Regions from separate parts of the Cricetulus griseus genome. Here region 1 is linked to region 2. The links are chromatin contacts, called in public Hi-C maps. All regions are on one chromosome and are shown on one strand. The core of a region is the stretch at or near the end of the contact, and the rest is flanking DNA. Distances in the headings are between cores, read along the strand shown. Region 1 holds the start of Edaradd (ectodysplasin-A receptor-associated adapter protein). Region 2 has its middle 9.1 kb from the start of Lgals8.

What was found. Hi-C and Micro-C count contacts between places; a contact is called where the count stands out from the background.
Region 1: a contact with region 2 is called in a Hi-C map of fibroblasts, with 2.7 times the contacts expected there. The contact joins the promoter of Edaradd here to the enhancer-like site in region 2. A contact is called at or near these places in 3 of 8 Hi-C or Micro-C datasets (the CHL-YN cell line, the CHO-K1 cell line and fibroblasts).

What each region holds. Positions count from the first base shown.
Region 1 is chr3:236,528,555-236,535,322 of CriGri-PICRH-1.0, reverse strand. Edaradd (ectodysplasin-A receptor-associated adapter protein) reads left to right here and starts at 5,403. Exons shown (of 7, transcript XM_027409444.2): 1 at 5,403-5,923. The coding sequence starts at 5,906.
Region 2 is chr3:236,478,044-236,485,310 of CriGri-PICRH-1.0, reverse strand. No RefSeq gene overlaps it. Among named protein-coding and RNA genes, the nearest start is that of Lgals8, 9.1 kb to the right of the region's middle. Within about 2 kb of position 3,325, at least 1 of the 6 cell types and tissues checked has open chromatin away from gene starts, as enhancers often do. A contact at or near this core is called in fibroblasts, where this site is marked.

The sequences.
Region 1 (6,768 bases), core at 4,154-6,653, 48 kb before region 2:
GTATATATGCACTCACACACACATACAAAGAGAAAAGTATAACCACTTACATGTGGAGAAGAAAGGGGTCTGGGCCTGGAGAGACGGCTTATTGGTTAAGAGCACTTGCTTTTACAAAGGACTTGAGTTTGATTCCTAGTACCCATATCAGGCATCTCACAACCACCTGGAATTCTAGTTCCAGGGCATCCATCACTCTCTCTGACCTCTGGGGACACTGCATGCATGTGGTATATATGAATACACATATCCATAAAAGTAAAATAAATAAATAAATAAATCTTTAAAAAAAACGGAAAAGAAAGGATCTAAATAGAGGGTGTAACAGAAGGTAATGGAGAGAATGAGGGAGTCAAATATTGCATGTTTTCTCTTATATATGGCATACATACACACATATATGACAGGGACACAGAAGGAATACCACAGGGGGAGGAATGGGACTTGTTGGGGGTGACAAGAGAGGATAATGGGAAGTGCAAGTGAGCAAAGCATAATGACAGATATGTATGTAAATGTCATATTTACACAAATTATTTTGTATGCTAAGAAAAGTAAGAAGCCAGATAGTAGCAATGCACACCTTTAACCTCAGCATTTGGGAGGTAGAGGCAGTGGATCTTGGAGTTGGAGGCCTGCTTGGTATACAGAATGAGTTCCAGGACAGCCAGATCTACACAGAGAAATCCTGTCTTGGAAAAAAAAAAAAAATCATAGTGCTTTTCGCACTCAGAAATCAAACCAGCAAAACAGATATTTTAAATGTTTTTAGTCCCTCGGTTAACATTTTGGAATATAATTTTTTTACACATTACTTTATGAATACATGCAGATCTACTAGGCAACTGATGAGTACTCAGCTACGACTGCTTCCAGAAGCATCAGGACCCTGAGGGTTTTCAAATGCATTCCCACCACATACCAGCTCCTTTCCCACCACTGTGTCAGAACTCTTTGAAGAATAGCCTCAGAGAGCACAGGTTCATATTGGCTCCTGGCTTTACCAGGTAAACTCCATCAGGATGGGGAAGGCATAGTGGCTGGGGTGGCTCTATCCATGAGAGGAGGAGCTTCTGTCATGGCTGTTCAAAGGCACGTGGGTCAGGAGGCAGGGAGCCAGACTGGAAGTAGGTTGGATTGTAAACCTCAAAGACCTGCCAGCCAAACACCATGTCCCAAAGGTTCCTCAGCCTCCCCCAATAGCACCACTGACTGGGGATCAAGTAATCAAAACATGAGTCTGTGAGTGACATTTCACATTCAAACAGCCCCATGTGGGTAAGATAGAAATTTGCTTTAAGAACTATGGTATCAGTAGATGTTCGAAGCAGAAACAGGAATCCATAGCTAAACACTGAGCCATACCCCTGGAATCCAGTTGTGGAGAGGGAGGAGAGATGAGCAAAGAAGCCAAGACAGTGCTGCAGATAACCGTAGAAACAGTTGACCTGACCTAGCGAGAACATGGAGACCTTAGTCATAAAGCTGTGGAAACAGCATTGGGCCAAACCAAGCCCTCTGAATGTGGGTGGCCAGCTAGGAGGCCAATAGAGTCTATGGGACCTCTAACAGTGGAGCCAATCTTTAACCCTAGAACACAAATGGACTTTGGGAGCCCATTCCCTATGGAGGGATATTATTGCAGCCCAGATACAGCAAGGAGAGCCTAGGCCCTCCCCCAAATAATATGACAGACTTTGAAGGTCCCTGGTGGAGGGCCTCACTATCCCTGGGAAGGAGTTGTGGGATGGGTTGGGGGGGGTGGGGAACATGGGAGGATGGGAGGGCGAGGGAATGGGGGGGGATGGATAGGTAAATATGAGTAGTAATTAAAGAATATAAATAAAAATCATTAAAAAAAGAACTATGGTATCTTGACAGTCTGGGGATAGTATAGCTCAATGGGTAAGAGCATTTGTTGAATAAGTAAAAGAGCCAGAGATCCTAGCACCCCTATATAAAAAAGTCAGGCATGGCCACATATGGCTATGTACTGACCCGGAACCTCAGGATGGTGTTGAGTGGAGACAGGGGGACCACTGAAGCTTGCTAGTTGCCTGCCTGGCTCTAGGTTCAGTGTGATGCTGTCTCAAAGATCTGAAGCAGAACCCTCTAGCCTCTGCATGCACCCTGTGCACACACACACACTTATACACAGACGCAGATACCACACACACACTTTTTAAAAATTACAGTGGACTGCAAAGATTAGTTCCCCGCCTACCTTCTCTTCCCTGTTCCCCGTACGCACAGCTGCCAAACTAATCTTTCCAAAACACCAATTTTCTTCTGCCACTCCAAAATCCAGCTTCCCGACTTCCTGTTGTGTAAAAACTCGTCCTACATGCTTCTGCCTGGTGCACAGATCCTCCAAAATGCTCCACTCTTCCACCACTAGCTGCATATCCTGGACTAATTATCCAACAAAGCCATTCCCAATTCCCCATAGATGCTTATTTGACAGTGGTGAGAACTGATTCTCAAATCTTGCATATGCCAGGCAAGTACTTGACCACAAAGGACCATCCAGTTCTTGGGTTTGTTTTGTTTTGTTGTTGGTTTTTTAAATCTCTCTCTCTCTCTCTCTCTCTCTCTATATATATAATATATATATATATATATATAATATATAATATTTGTGTTTGTGTGTGTGTGTGTGTGTGTGTGTGAGAGAGAGAGAGAGAGAGAGAGAGTGTGTGTGAGTTCGTGCATCTGTGGAGACCAGAGATGTTGGCTTCTCATGGAGCTGGAACTACAAGCAATTGTGAGCTACCTGGCACAGGTACTGTGATGGGGGATGTCCTTCTGTATATATGTTTCTCTTATTGGTTGATGAATAAAACACTGATTGGCCAGTAGCCAGGCAGAAAGCATAGACAGGGCTACCAGACCAGGAGAAGGCTACGGAGAGGAAAGCAGAAAGGAGCCACCAGGGAACACTATGTAGAGGCAGAAGGAGTAACATGCCGGGGCATTACCGGGTAAGCCAAGAGCACATGGAAATACTTAGATTAATAGAAATGGGTTAATAATTAAGACAGAACTAGCCAGTAAGAAGCCCTAGCCATAGGCCAAACAGTTTATAAATTAATGTAAGTCTTTGTGTGTTTATTTGGGGCTAATCAGCTGCTGGACCAGGCAGAACAGAAACTTTCACCAACAGTGCTGGGAACCAAACTTAGGTTCTTTGAAAGAGCAATACATGTTGTTAAACCATGAGCCATCTCTTTAGCCTCAGAGCTTGGAATTTTGCTTGGTGTATGGAATCAAATTTAAGAAAATATTTGCAGGTCCTGGTGGTATAGGACTGTCATCCCAGAACCTCTGACACAGAAGAATGGCAAGTTCAGGACTGCTGCCTGGGCTAAAGTATTAGTTCAAGCCCAGCCTGGGCAACTCATCAGGATTCTATCTCAAAATAAAAACTAAAATGAAGGCCTAGGTTCAACCCCTTTCAAAATCATCAATGAATAGATGCTATCATCTATCCCCATCTATCTTGCCTTGTAAAAACAAAACATATTGAGACATTAATTGGAAAAGGACAATAAAAGCTTAAGTCTGCTATGAGATTGTGTCTCCTAGAAATGACAAAGAAGCTACACCCATGATACCCCAACAATATGGCTGCTTAATCAAGACCTGAACAGCGACAACACCAACAGACCTGCAAAAGTAGAAGGGGGAAATCTCACAGGGCCCCACCCCTAGATAAAGAATTGAAAGTAACTAAAAAAATGCTGACATTGGGAGAAATAGTCTTCCCCAGGGATGAGCCCACTAATTGGTTATCCAGTACCAACTGGTCATCAATGAAATCACATACATTCGAGAAACATTAAAAGGACCCAGAAGGTCATACATAAATATATACATACGTGTGTGTGTGTGTGTGTGTGAGAGAGAGAGAGAGAGAGAGAGAGACAGAGAGAGAGAGAGAGAGAGAGAATAATTGGAGGCATGAATTGGGAAGGGAGCAAAGAGGGGCATGGGAAGGGGGGAGATTGCAGGCAGGAGAAGGAAGGGAAGATGATATACTTATACTTAATTTTTAAAAACTAAAAGCTGGGGGTTGGTGGCGCACGCCTTTAATCCCAGCACTTGGGAGGCAGAGGCAGGTGGATCTCTGTGAGTTTGAGGCCAGCCTGGTCTCCAGACCAAGTGCCAGGATAGGCTCCAAAGCTACACAAAGAAACCCTGTCTTGAAAAACAAAACAGAACAATAAAAAAAACTAAAGTAAACAAAAGCTCTTCTCAGTAGCCTAAATTGTCTGGAAAATGTGTCCTGCATGACAGCCACCTACTTGTGGGACAACCACTGGTTTACTCCTTATTCTCCTGTTCTTCCTTTCTCTCGTTCTTCCTTCACCTTCTCTCTCTCTCTCTTTCCTTCCTTTTTCTTGCAATGCTGGTATCAAACCAACACACCACAGCATACTAAGCATATGTCCTACCACTGAGTCACACCCACTGTCCCTAGATATTTTCTTGTTTGTGATTTTGGTAAATGTTTACAATCCCACAAACCACCTCCGAGTAAGTTCCTTGCTATGGTCCTGTTCAAGGGCCGATGTAGATTATTAAGATACCTTTCAGAGATTCCTGTTAAATTTAAATTGTCTGTAACCTTTGTATAAGGCAGATACAGCTAGTGAAAATACTGCCACTAGGCTGGGCGTTGGTGGCACTCGCCTTTAATCCCAGCACTCGGGAGGCAGAGGCAGGCTGATCTCTGTGAGTTCGAGGCCAGCCTGGTCTCCAGAGTGAGCGCCAGGACAGGCTCCTAAGCTACACAGAGAAACCCTGTGTTGAAAAAGAAAAAAGAAAAGAAAAGAAAAGAAAATACGGCCACTAAAGCTGGAGAGGTGGCTTAGCATTGAGTGCTTATTGGTCTTGCAGAGGACCCAAATTCAGTTCCTAGCAACCCCAACTCCGGGAAAATCCAAAGCCCTCTCTGGACTCTGTAGGCACTGCTTTCACGTGTAAATACCCCCCCCCCATGTGGTTTAAAAATAACTTTAAGTTTTAAATTAAAGTAAGATATAGAAATATAGCCATTTTAAAGGATCACATTCTCTGCTCACTTAGCATAAAATCCCACTTAAACTAAATCTCAATTCGTTCAAGGGCCAGTGGATTCTGCATTTTTGACAGAACTCTACACTGTGGGGTTTTTGTTTTGTTTTTGTTTGTTTGTTTGTTTTTCCTCCAGAGGAGTGAGCAAGAGACCTGGCGACTGGCTTTTCTTCCCGATCCTTTGTGTAGCGCTCACCCAGGAGGTCAGGCAGTAACTAATGCCAAAGAAACATCAAAATAGAAAGTGCTAGCGTGTGCGGTCATGCAGCCGTTCAGGCTGCCTGAAGATTAGGAAACTGTTCAAACATCAGATCGCCGGCAGGCGTCCCAGCCCGGGCCTGTGCAAGAAGCTCGCTGGGAGCGCTTTGGTGTCCTAGCTGAGAGCGAGATTAGAAACCAGGAAAGCCACTCGCGCGTGTGGCAGCGGGTGCAAGGTTGGCCGAAAGGCCCTTCCAGCTGCGATCCCGTGTGCCCCGATCGTGGGACCTGCGCACTAGGCCCCAGGAACCGACAGGAAACGTGCTCCGGGCCCCCCCGAGTCTTCTCGTGCTTAACCGCAACCACGGGATCCTCTCCAGACTTCTGGAGAGACGCTTGCGCCGAGAAGGGGCTTTGCTAATTGCAGGAAGTGAGCACGAGGAAGAAGTGGCAGAGATCAAGAGGAGGGAAGGGAGGAGAAGGAGCAGCAGCAGGGCAGCGCACAGAGCCTTAGAATCGCGCGTTGCCACAGCAGGAGATTGGGTCCCGGCGATCCTGCTGTTCTCTGGGGTCCCAGAGGCTGCCCAGCCCCGCTCGGACACTCGTCTCTCGGTCTTCATGGCTTCTCCGGATGACCCTCTGCGCTCAGGTAAAGTGGCACCGTGCCGCGCCCGTACTTGGAGCGTGACCACCAACTGGGTTCCTAAGACTGAACCTCTGTCACCCCTGAGAGCGCTTCAGGACACGAGTACCTGCGCCAGATGTGTGTCAGGCTGGATGGGGACAGTGGTGGCACACTGTTCTACCTCTCCCAATCCCACCCTTGTGCTTCCCCCTCTGTGACCAGCAGCTGACCTGCTTGCCTCCTGCACACTGTAAGGTGTGCGCGGTCCCTCTCCCCACGCGGAGGCCCAGGCGAGCGCTTTTGTTCTGGGCCACGCGGGTGCCAGGTTGAAACAAGTCAGTCAACCTTTGGCAGAAAAGAACATAGGGAGAGTCTGCGCCCCCTCCCAGGCTCTCCCTTGCTCCCCGCTCACACGCTTTCTTGATTCCCCTTTTCCTTCCTGGCTCCACTTTGCTGAGATGGTTTTCCTTCTGTTTAAGTCTTACCTCTCCCAGCCGCTCTATGAACTATTATAGTATCCACAGAGCCACGAGGCTGTGGCAGTCCCCCACCTGTGCAGGAGGCCTCTAGTCCCGTTAGCACATAAAAAACGTTGTGCCTGAGGCCAGCATCTAGATTTTTCTATCGCGTCTCCCTGCATGCGTTTAAGTAAAAATTCTCTTTAAACTTCATCTTCCAGGGATCCCCTCTGTCCTCCTGCAACTTAGCTAAAAATTTCATCGTTCATTAGTGTTTGTGAGACACGCACGATGAATGGGTGGTGTGCCCCTCAGAGTACACTGGGTGTCTTTGGTTTTGTTAAGGTTGGAAGTTCTGGTGAGAGCCACCCAGAGCCACCCAGAACCAGACCGGTTGGGACTGCTGGGTTA
Region 2 (7,267 bases), core at 2,076-4,575:
TGGAACTCTCTCTGTAGATCAGGCTGGCCTCGAACTCACAGAGGAATGATGCTGGAGAACTGGAGATTGACCTCTAGCCTCCACATACATGTATACTGCATACCATAATCCATCCCGTGTGCTGGGATTAAAGGTGTGCACCACCACCACCCGGCTGCCCCCCGTCTCTTTAGACCAGTGGTTCTCAACCTTCCTAATGCTATGACCCTTTAGTACAGTTCCTCATGTTGTAGTGACCCGCCCCCACCATAAAATTATTTCATTGTTGCTTCATAACTGTAATTTTGCTACTGTTATGAGTCATAATGTAAATATCTGATATGGGAACCCAAAGAGGTCCCAGACCCACAGGCTGAGAACCACTTCTTAGACTCACTGCCCTCTGCAGCTCATCTTTCATGTGTCTGCTAGAGTGACCCAGTATCAAAAACAAACAAGTTGTTACCTGCTTGAATTCATTGCTCTCCTCATTCTGTCATCACATCCAAACAAAATCATCCCTGTCAGTTTAAATGAGGAAGACTCTTTATGACTCTATCCAGGGACCTAACATATGTCTGTTTTGAAACTATCCCAGCTTGACTTTAAGCCATTAGCAATTATCACGGTTGCCTAATTACAGTTCAAAAACTCAATGTAAGGTGCAATTTCAAAACAGAAAAGTTTTAAGAAAAAAAAAATGCAGTCTAAGTAAAACATGCCCTTGGTACCTCGCAGCAAAAGTCTGTTCAAGTCCATGTCAGATTCACTTTTAGTCTTCCTGAAAACAGACAGTTCTTTTACACAGCACTTGACAGAAACACATAATGGACATTGTTTTGTCTGTTTCTGGCAAAGCTTCCTGAACTGGGAACAAGCAGGGTAACCAAGGAGATGATGAATTAATACTTAAATGTTAGGTTGGGAAGATTTCAGAGATGGGGCCAGATTCCTTCAAGCTTCATTCAAGCAATTGTTGACACCAAAGAGCCAGCTCCTTGTTGATCTCCGAGGAACTAGACCAAGAAGGTGCCCCCCCAAGACTGCCCCCAAAGGCCTGTGATCTCTCAGGCCTTGTAACCTCTCCCCACAAGTATCAGATTGTTTACTGGAGTCAGAGGTCCTCCTCGTCCCCCATTACAATGAGTAAAGAGAAACTGAGCAAAGTGGCTCAGTGGGTGAAGGAATTTACTGTTAAGCCTGACAGAGTTCAATCCCCAGGACCCACATGGTGGGAAGAGAGAACCAACTCCCACAAGTTCTCTGACCTCCACATGTGTACTCCGGCATACACAAGTAAAATCGGTAAGTAAAGGTCATTTAAAAATACTAACTCTATAGTGAATGTTTTAAAATGTCAGTAACTTCATAAAGGGAGGCACAAAGCTGTGCCTCCATGTATCTGATTGGTGTGTGTGCGCGCACAGGCAGGTGCACAGGGTAAAGATATAACCCTCAAGGACCCCCTCCCCCAGCAACCCACTTCCTCTAGAAAGGCCCTATCCCCTGAAGGCTCCACAATCTCCCTCAAATAGTGCCACCAGCTTAAGACCTAAAGTCCTAATCCTGTAGGGGACGTGTCATATTCAAACCATAGCAAATGTACAATATTTACCTCTGATCTTTGTGTTTGTTTGTTTGTTTGTTTGTTTCAAGACAGGGTTTCTCTGTATTGTTTTGGAAACTGACCTGGAACTGACTCTGTAGACCAGGCTGGCCTGGAACTTACAGAGATCCAACTGCCTCTGCCTCCCAAATTAAAGGTGTGCTCCACCAATGCCCAGCCTCACCTCTGATTTCTTTTTTCTTTTTTTTCTTTTTTCTTTTGGTTTTTTGAGACAGGGTTTCTCTGTGTAGCTTTGGAGCCTATCCGGGCTGGCACTCGCTCTGGAGACCAGGCTGGTCTCAAACTCACCTCTGATCCTAACTAAACAAATGTGCCTCCACTTCAAGCCTCCTGCCCTTCCCCTGGCCAGGAGACACACATATCTGAAGACTGAGCGAGGAGAAAGTCCATTTTAAAGCTGCATGACTTCCCTGCAGGGGGTGGGAAGCTAGGCTGGCCGGCCAGTGAGCATCGGGACCGACCAGCTGTCTCCCACCTCCCAGATGCTGGGATTGCAGGTGTATACCATTGTGCTTGGCTTTTGTGTGCACTGCAGGTCCTCATGCTTGTGTGACAAGCATTTTACTGAATGAGCCATCTCCCCAGCCTGTGAATGAGGCCAGCTCTAGATGCTGGAGCCCTGTGCAGTATTTCCCTCTCTCAAACCTTTGAGGTTCGTCCATGCCAGAAGGACTCACAAGAGATGAGCCCAGATCCCCCAGTGGATGCTGTCATGCACATGTGATCTAGAGTCATTCAGCCATTATGAAGAACTGCTAAGATTACCACATATACCAACTGCCTGAAGTGCTAAAGGTCAACTCGGACTTGAACTTTAACCCCAAATCCTATTCCAACAAATGGCGCTGTTTCCAGAAACAACACAGCCTCTTCCACCTTCAGTCAGGGCCTCTACTCCCCAGAAGGTTCAGTGAGTGGTAGGGGCAGCTCTGGGGGCTAGCCTATGGCAGGCAGAGTTTGATGAGACAAGTGTGTGGATGTGACTTCTGATTCTGGTTAGTGGTTATGTCTGCACACACCTCTTCCCCAAGTGTCTAGAAAAGTAGGTGTGTTAATAAAGCTGGCTTGGGTTTTCAATAAAAGATAAGGAGGAATATGAACAGAGAGGATCTTGGCTCAATGCCAAGCTCCAGGCTGGAGAGATGGCTCAGTGATTAGGCACACTTGCTGCACCCATGAGTAGGGAAGAGACTGGGGAATCACTGGGGCTTGCTGAATTTCAGCCCAGCTGAAAAACACAAGCCCTGGGTTCAAAGGAAGGCCCTGCCTCAAAGGAACAGGCGAAGAACAGTAAAGGAAATGTGTCGCTGTGATGAAAACACTGACTCAAACCAACGTGGGGGAAGACAGGATTACTTGGCTTGTGGTTTAGAACCTATCAGAGACCCAAGATAGGGGCTCAAGGCAGGAACTGAAGCAGAGGCCACAGAAGAGCATTGCTTACTGACTTGCTACCCAGGGCTTGTGCAGCCTGCTTTCTTACAGAACCCAGGACCACCAGCCTAGGAAAGGCTGGACCCTCCCACATCAACCATTAGTCATGAGAATGCCCTGTAGGCATGCCAATAGGCCAATGTAATGGAAGCAATTCCTCAGTTGTCCCTCTTCCCCATGACTCTAGCTTATGTCAAGTTAACAACACAACAACAAAAAGCCAACACCCAATGATTCCTTCTGGCCTCTGAATAAACACATGTACACACACATGTGCATGTGTGCATACACACATACAGAGAGATAATGAATAGGGCAGATGACTCACCAGTTACAAGCCCTTTCTGAATAAGCATGGCAATCTGAATTTAAATGATGAAACTCGAGTAAAGGTCAGAAGAGAGAAATGAGTCCACAAAGCTGTCCTCTGACCTCTCCATGTGCACCACAGCAGGTGTGCATACACACGCCACACACATCATACACACACATACACACACATACTTACATATATACACAATACATACACATCATACACATACATCATTCACACACACATCATACACATACATACCACACAAACATCATACACATACATCATACACACACATCATACGCACACATCATACACATACATCATACACACATCATACACACACATATCATACACATACACACCACACACATATACATACACATCATACACATACACACCATACACACACACACCACACACAAGCACACACATCATACACACACCATACACACAAACACACATCATAACACACACACCATACACACACACATCATTTACACACATACACACCATACACACAGACTCTCTAAAAACACTGACCCTTGAGCTAAAGTATCTGAGTGAGTTTTATTCTTTCCAAGATTCATTCTTTTGTTTTTTGCTTTTGCTTTGTTTGTTTGTTTGTTTTTTGTTTGTTTTCCAGTTAGTTGGCAGGCAGTCAGGCAGAGGCTGGCTGCCCCGAGTTGGAAATAATAAGTGGCTGGGGACATGGCGGGGTGGGGTGGGGATTTGAGGGAGCAAATATTTAGCGCCAATGAAATTAAAAGTCAATAAACAACTGGACATTTTCATTCATTTATTCATCCATCCACTTATTTATTTATTCACTTGTTTACATTATTGAGTATACAGTGAAAGAGGGCATATGGATCAAGAGGAAGGGATGTGGCGTAAACCACCGCTTGGTGACCACTGCCATTTGACAAAGTTCCAACATTTCAACATTGCAGACAGACCACACTTGTCCAGCACCTTTTGAACTTTCATTTCTAAAGGTTCTTGATATCATCAATGCTTTTCCCTTTGGGAAATTTCGTGTGGGCTTTAGTAGAGGACAAAAACCTGTATAGCGGTATCCTAGGCTCTCTAAACAAAATAATTCTTTGTGGGAAAAACAAAATCCTCAACACCGGGGGACCAGGAATTTCACTGTGCCCTCCTAATGAAAACCAAGAACAGTAATGTTAGAGATTTACTAGACACACCTGATGGCAAGGATGAAATGCCTACAATTCAGATGCAGAGGAACCCGAGGGAGCCTGAGCCCATTAACGGCAAGAATTCGGTTAATTAATAAATACAGAGAAATCAGAATGGTATGCTCTCCTTGTAGAAGACTGAGATGTCAGAACCTTGCCTTTTGGGTGAGTTAGTAGGGGAAAAACTGCAGTGTCATTAAGCACCTGTTCCCCTCCAAGATTCATTCTTAGCAGGTGTATTAACTTACAGCTGTAATCCCAGTTCTCAGGAGGCTGAGGTACTTAGTGAGTTTCAGGTTAGCCTTGGCTACAGAATGAGACCCTGTGTCAAAGAAACAAAAATAAAACAATCATTTCCCTAGAAACCCCAACTCAAGAGTCCTACAGAGCCATGTCCAACAGTTAGACCCCCGTCTGACCTGGGCCACCAGCAGCTTTCTATAACCCTAGCCACAGCTTTCTGCTGCACTGTGTTCTACAGATTAAGAAAGGGAAGATACACAGATCACATGGTGTCTTAGTTAGGGTTTCCACTGCTGTGAAGAGACACCATGACCATGGCAGCCCATAACGAAGACATTCAACTGGGGTGGCTCACTTACAGTTCAGAGGTTCAGTCTATTGTCATAAGATGGGGAGCATGGCAGCATGCAGGCAGACATGGTGCTGGAGTAGTAGCTGAGAGTCCTACATCTTGCAAGCAACAGGAAGTCAACTGAGATGCTGGGCAGTGTTCTGAGCATAGGAAACCTCAAAGTCAGCCCCTACAGTGACACACTTCTTCCAACAAGGCCATACCCACTCCAACAAAGCCATATCTCCTAATAGTGCCACTCCCTATGAGATTATAGGGGCCAATCACATTCAAACCACCACACCTAGTAATAGCCTCTCAGGTCTCACTCCCAGCATCTTTCCTGCTGCTATCATAGCCTGGACAATTTATTTTTAAATTTTTATTTATCTTTTATTTGTGTATGTATGTATATGTATGAGGGCTTGTGTGAGTTTATGTACTTCATGTGAGGTCAGGATCCTGTGAAACAGAAGAGGGTGTCCAATCTCCTGGAGTTACAGACAGTTGTGTGCTGCCATGTAGGTACTGGGAATTAAAGCCAGGTCTTCCTAGAAGAGCAGTCAGTGCTCTTAACTACTGAGTCATCTGTCCAGTCATTTATTTATTTGTTATCTATTTATTTAGTGTGTATGGCATGTATACTCCTGGCAGTCAGAAATAGGCAACTTGCAGGAGTAGGTTCTCTCCCTCTACCACATGGGTCCCAGGAATTGAAATCAGGTCACCAGGCTTGGCAGCAAGTGCCTTTACCCACTTAGTCATCTGCTGGGATTTAAGTAAATCTCAAATGTAGCCCTTCCTCTCCTCTCTCTTGATCCACCAGGGTGTACTGCCTTGACACAGACCCAAAACCATGGGGCCAACTTGCTGTGCCCCTAAACCTCCAAATCAGTGAGCTCAAATAAACCTTAGCTCTTTCCCAGTTAATTGTCTCAGGTCTTTGTTATGGTCATGGGAACTAACTTGGTTAACCTTTGGTAGACGGAGGAGAGCCAACTTCTCGTATTCTGAAAACCACCAAAGAGGAAAGATCCAGTAGTTACCATATCCCTCTGATAAACTTCACCTATAGTGAAGGAAGTAACAGTATTTTAAGAGTTCCCACAAGTAAGGTTGGGAGAAATGACATATCAAAATATCAGGTTTTTTTTTCTTCCTACTGAAATAGTAATTCTAAACAAAAGCCATCAACAGCCAGATACTAAAATCATCTGATCAAAAGCTGGAATGAAAAAATGGGGCTAGAGTGGGGCTCCATTGGTAGGTAGAGTGCTGCCTAGCATACATGAAGCCCTGGGTTTGATCCCTAGCACCATATAAACCAGGTGTGGTCTTGGACACTTTTAATGTCAGAACTTAGGGAGTAGAGGCAGGAGGATCAAAATTCCAAGGTTATCCTCTGCTACATAGGAATTAAGGCCAGCATGGATTATAAGAGACTGTCTCAGGAAAAAAAAAAAAAAGTTGATGGCCACTTTGTAATAGGTGGGTCAGACTAGCAACATCTAGAAGCAAGATTCAGGTTTGATTCATAAGAAGGATGAAGAAGTATATCTGCTCCCTGATGGGATTCAATTACAAGATCTGGCTCCTATGAATTCTGGCCAAAGAACATTGAAAATGGAGTCTTTACATTGAAAGCCAGGTGGACATTTGTGGTCTGTGCTGCTGCCTGAAACCATGCTGATGTCCAGGGGCCATGTTGCCACCATGCTGTGGTGTGTGTTCCTGCTAGAGGTCATGTTGATGTCCGTGGTCTGTGTTACTACCGAAGGCCATGTGGATGTCTGTGAACTATGCTGCCAACAGAAGCCATGTTGATGTTCAGGAGCCATGTTGATTTCTGTAGTCTGTGTTGTTGCTGTTGGAGGCCAAGTTGATGTCTGTGGCCTGTGTTTCCACTGAAAGTCATGTGGATATCCATGGTCTGTACTGTCACCAGAAACCATGTAGAAGTCCATAGGACAAGGGAGCTTTTTTGCACAGTACTGATGACTGCAGACTCGAAGTTGACATTAAAAGACATAGAAGTCTTCTATTACAACCTCTTTCCACACCCCTCCCCAAAATAAACAGCCTAGACAGGAAGCCATTGAAGAGAACTATTAAAAATTGTGAGAGGGGCCAGGCAGTAG